Regions from separate parts of the Zea mays genome. Here region 1 is linked to region 2. A link is a contact called in public Hi-C data. All regions are on one chromosome and are shown on one strand. The core of a region is the stretch at or near the end of the contact, and the rest is flanking DNA. Distances in the headings are between cores, read along the strand shown.

What was found. Hi-C and Micro-C count contacts between places; a contact is called where the count stands out from the background.
Region 1: a contact with region 2 is called in a Hi-C map of ear, with 2.1 times the contacts expected there. The contact joins the promoter of LOC100277947 here to the enhancer-like site in region 2. A contact is called at or near these places in 2 of 25 Hi-C or Micro-C datasets (ear and leaf).

The regions. Positions count from the first base shown.
Region 1 is chr1:93,473,501-93,476,351 of Zm-B73-REFERENCE-NAM-5.0, forward strand. It overlaps LOC100277947, which reads left to right and starts at 1,369. Exons shown (of 2, transcript NM_001371689.1): 1 at 1,369-1,790. The coding sequence starts at 1,428.
Region 2 is chr1:93,052,950-93,055,861 of Zm-B73-REFERENCE-NAM-5.0, forward strand. No RefSeq gene overlaps it. Among protein-coding and RNA genes, the nearest start is that of LOC542566, 66 kb to the left of the region's middle. Within about 2 kb of position 1,267, at least 6 of the 20 cell types and tissues checked have an H3K27ac peak or open chromatin away from gene starts, as enhancers often do. A contact at or near this core is called in ear and leaf, where this site is marked.

The sequences.
Region 1 (2,851 bases), core at 119-2,618, 420 kb after region 2:
GCAGGGGGCGCAGCTGTAGCTGTTCTTCCGCTGAGACGCCGAGGACCTCGCAGTCTTCGGTGAGGTCCGCGCCCTCCGGTGGGGCGAAGCCTGGGGGGTTGCGATTGTCCTTCAGGGCCGCAGGTGCCGAGAGCATCGTCTTCGCAGGTGCGGAGAACGTCGTCTTCAGTAGCCTCGTGGTGAGTGGAGTGGGTGAGGGCGAGGGCCTTGCCCTTTTTTGCGGCCAGCAGTGCTGCCTTCGCAGCCTCGTCAGCCTTCGAGTTAACTTTCTTGGGTGCCATCGCGGGTGGTTTTTTCGTCGCACGAACGGTGGGCGCCAAATGTTGGAACTTGCTCTCTGCAGCAAGGGGATCCAACGGGGGTGTGTAGTGACGTAAACAGGGTTCTCGCGCTGGATGGCAATAGCTCTGTTCAATCTCGCCTCTCACGGGCACTGTGCGGGGGTATTTATAGGTATCTGAGTGCCCAGCGTCCTGTGTTAAGGACGCATGTGCCCTCATACACCTAGGTTATCCCCGGAATATTCCCATAAAGCGGGGTTACAGACCGTAATTACATGGATGCCTTTACAAATTAGGCCCGTAACGCGCAGCGGCCACGCAGGGCCTGTTACAATGGGCCGGATCACACGTGGGCCTCTACGCTGGACGAGGTCGCGAGATGGGAAGACCTCGTCACAGGTCTTCGTCCGATGACGTATGGGACGAAGGGTGAGCCTGTCCGTTGTCTTGTCTCCGTTGGTCCAACGACTGCGGCGAAGGCATCGAGCGAAGGGTGGCGTGTTCGCCTTCGCCCTAACACATCAAAAACTGCTCCAGACCATTAAATACCTAGCTTTTCGATCCACTTATATGAAAATCACTTTAGTCAAAACGTCTAAAATCAATGTGAACACAAAATTAACCGAGTCTTTACGATATTAGAAAATCGTCACTTTCTACATTCTAAATCCTATAACTCTTAGGGGGTGTTTGGTTAGAGGGACTAAAGATTAGTCTCTAGTTTTTAGTCTCATTTTTGCCAAACACTAGGACTAAAATATGGACTAAAATGATTTAGTCTTTAGTCCTTCACATAGGTGCTAAAAGAGACTAAAAATCTACATGAGTGTATTCCAAGGGCATTTGAGTCTTGTGGACAATGTATTTAATAACTTTAGAATCTATTTAGTCCCTAAAACTAAACAAGTATGACTAAAATTTAGTCTTAAGACTAAAGTTTAGTCCTACGACTAATTGAAATCAAACATGGCCTTATATCACGATATTCACAGCCATCCACTTTGCAGCCTTAAAAAAAGCTGAATCCCGTATCAGCGCAGAGGCAAAGGGCCCTGCGGCGACGAAGTGCTCCGTTCTCCGTTCAGTAATCGACATCCCAATTCCCTACCTACGAATCCCCCGCTCCACACCGTCGCCGCCGTCGAAATGTCGGCGATGGGATACGACCAGGGCCTGTCTACCCACGGCGCCTCCTGGCCGCAGCGATCCGACTACGATCCATACTCCTACGCTTACTCCCACCACATCGTCGCTGCCGCCGCCTCCTACCACCAGCCGCCCCCACCGGGAACAGAGCATGCTGCTCCCACATCCGCCGCCTCGTCATGGTCGTCCGCAGCAGGAGCATCGAACAACGTCGTAGTGGGCGGGCCAGGCGCGAACCCTCTAACCGTTTCCGCACTGTCACAGCCGACCATCTTCGCCGCCTCGATCGGGTGGTCCGGGCACGGTGTAGGACACCTTCCGTACTACGACCCGCAGTACCCGCCGGCGCAGCATCCCACAGCGGTATTCACACACCTCGCTGGCGTCTTTGTATTTAATGCTGTGTACAAATGTCATCAGTAGGGTAAAAACTCACCGTTGTTTGCCGAAAAGAAAATATATATTCTACCTCTGAACTTTGCTGAGATAGCATTGGTGTAATGGTACTGTCCATTAGATTACGATCCAACCACAGATGCAACCATGGTTTGTTAGGGGTTTTTTATAAAGATTATTGAGCTGGTGGTGAAAGGGTTTAATGTTAAATGTGACCTACGGTTGGATCACGATCTAATTGATCAGATGGTTTGCTTGCATGTTTGCACAGAAGGATTGCCTGCATAGCAGTCGTTGCCGATGATGTGTCCCCTTAGTTACTCCTTGATTTATGAAAGGAAATCTATTCAGGCTCTTGAAATCGTTGATTATAGTTACTCCTTGATTCATTAAAGGAAGTCTATTTCTTGAAGCCTTTGATTTGATTGTAATTCTAGAAGGAAGGTAAATGGTTTCTTTAAATGAGTTTCTGTGTCCGTATTGTGAGCAACTGATGAATGCACATGGATGATGGACTGTGGTGCATTTGGTGTTTCAGGTTGTGCTAATAGGTGATAGGCACAATCTTCTAATTTCCATTCCGGAGGCTGTTCTAGTCTGTCTTTTGGAATGGAACGTTATGGTACCAACCTATACCGGTGTACCATTCTGGATTTTATAATAATATATGAGTATGCCTATACATATATATACTTGTGTGCACACAAAACTTTAGTAATAATCATGCTTGGATTGAGTACTTCAGATTGGTGAATAGCAGCGGCAGTGCGAAACAACCAGTTGGCTTCTTGTATTCCTCTAGTTTAGTCGAATCAATTATAAATGATCTATAGCCAAACATTTATTCGACATATCTGATTTGTATAGTTTTCCAGAATTAGATGGACCTCTTGTGAACTCATTATATTTGCTGCATGTTTCAGTCTGTTTTGTGTATAAAGTAAGATATGTATTTGAAAATATTATGTTCTTTATTATTAATGCTGGAGTTTTGATGGGCTCTTCCCTGTATCACATGAAAATTTCTT
Region 2 (2,912 bases), core at 17-2,516:
ATCGAATATTTGGATGTTATTTAGAAGTATTAAATATAGTCTAATAATAAAACTAATTATATAGACGAGAACTAAACGATAAGATGAACCTATTAAACATAATTAGTTCATAATTTGCTCCTGTGATGCTACAGTAAACATTTGCTAATTACAAATTAATTAGGCTTAATGAATTTGTCCTCGTGTTTAGTCTTCAACTGTGTAGTTAGTTTTATAATTATACTATATTTAATATTTGTAATAGACATTCAAACAATCAATATGATATGGACTAAACTTTAGTATCTGGAATCAAACATCAGCGAGATGTTAGAATTTTTATACGAAGTGACCTTAAATTCCATGTGCAAAAATTCTAAAATTTCACAAGCGTATTTTGTCCATTTTTTAATGGGTTATGATATTTAAGCCCACGAATGAACATGAAAAATGCAACACCAATTAACATCATATTACTAATATGAGCAAAATTACTATAGACACGGGTTAATATAGTTACAATATGAGGCAAGAAGATACAGCATACTAAAAATAAAATTCTTGAAAAATATGGAATATGGCTTCAGATATACAATACCAGAATTGAATGACTACGCAATAGTTGAAAAAAGTTAGTTTCAAAGGTCATTATAATCAACCAAATTGTAGTACGTCATTTTCTCGAATTATATTGCCAGAATAAATCAGAAACTCACAATGAGAATATATTGGTCTACATGTGAATCAGAAATCAGTTCACATGAAAAAACTATGAACATGCAGTTACATGTGTTGCATAGCTCCAGAAAGTGGTTTCACAAATCCATAGGCAAAACTATGAAGTTAGCGCAGAATCAATTGCCAACATCCTAATAGGTAGAAGAGGATTAACTCAAAAGGCACTAATATAAAAGCAAGTATAATAAGTTGATATAGACGGTTGTAAAAGATGTAATGTGAAAGAAAGAGATAAAAAACGGATTGACCATTAGCAGCCAATTTAGAGTGTGTTGCATGACTCAAGGCTCTGTGTATGAGAGAGGTTGATGAAGTATTAAATATATATCTTGTGTCAGGAGGGAGTTATTATATAAGTAGATTTTTACTATAATTTGTTATATATATGTGATATGATAACATAAAAACTGCTATTAGTTGTATTATTAAACTTGCTCTAAACGACCGAAAACAGAGTAGCCAACCAAGAACAATACTAGTTGGGCTGGGTGTGGCATCATGCATCCGTATGCTCACTGGAAACAAAATAATGGGCCCTTTTTGGCATTCATATGCTCACTGGAAACAAAATAATGGGCCCTTTTTGGCATTCATACGACCATAAAGTCCATAACGAATAGAGAACAAGCACTGGAAAGGGAAAACGGGCCCTGACGACTAACGTATAGGAAACAGCCCCAGCCAATTAGCAACTGCGTTCTGAAGCATTGAAAATACAAGGACAGATGTAGCTAGCCACGACAAAGTTTGGCCAGGAAAAATATGGCTCACTTCAATAGATGGTCTCGCGATGTAACATACAGTCCTATATTCTAGTTATTAATGAATAAAAACATATATGATTCTCTATTTTTTTAGGAACCAGGGCACCAATGTCAGACAACCGCTAGAGCGAGATGAAATGATGTCCCCATGAACCACTGCTGCACAATGCCAATCATCAGTCCGTCAACAGTAGATGAGCTTCAATGGCATCCTCCTACAGCTGATCAGTCTACTTCCCAGTGAGCGTGGACGTGCAGCTTTCTGTGCCTAGCACATCCATGCCACGAACTGGACGAGAAATCTCAATCTCGTTTGGGGCCGATTGAGCATTTGGCACAACAACCACTTCTTCCAGAAGTAGAAGTTCAGGCAAAGGAGCTTCACTAGAAGATGCATTTAGCATTTATGAAGATAATCCGACTGACGCATCGCAATGATCAAATGATAACTTTCGAACGACCACATCCAAACATGGAAGAACAATCGTCATCACAATTTTGACATATTTCACCCAGTCATCTTTAGAGCCTATGTAGATCAACCTTCGGAATACTGCCCCAGATGCAACATGGGACAATAAGCCCTCAATCAATATGCCAGGGTCGTTTAAATTGCAACTAATCTCCTCACAATCCCTAGCGAAAATCTGGCCAAAACAGGGCCTTTCATCGAACATAACCGTCACCTTCTTCATTCTATCAAAACTAACATTCTCATAAACATCGTCATCCACGCTTCCTCCATGGTATAGTGTCACTAGGGTGTCCATCTATTGCAAACACGAATTCATAACTCAATAACCATTAAAGATGGTACCTCACTAACACTATCAACTAATGCCTAACTAATTACTATCCCCATCTACTAATCTACTAATGCCTAAATACTTACTAAGCAATAAATAAGTAATAGCTAGTTACTAACTTATAACTATATACTAACTATTAAATGACCACATCAAACAGAGTTATATAATCAAAGAATACTTTGTGAAAACAAGGTATACCTGAGGTTGCGGTGGAGACAAGGTACCGGTGGCACAGGTGGAGTCGTGCAGCCTCATATCTACAAAAAACATATTACTTTTAGTAAAAATTTCGACAGCACCTCCCCTATACGGGGATGCTTCTAAAACCTGCAAACAAATGGACAACACGATTGATGACATGCACATTCACTAACAGATGACCAACACGAAGGTTGACATCCACAGTCACCAAAAAACTAGATAACAAAATTACAAAATAACCAACATCCACATTCACTGCACAAACTACCAAGTTTACTAATTATATTCTTATAAAAATGTAACATATATGTAACCTAACTAAATTAATAATTTGCTAACTAACTTAATAAATATATATGTAACCTAACTAACTAATGCTAACTAAATTACCAACTAATCAACTAAGAAACTTGGTTACTAA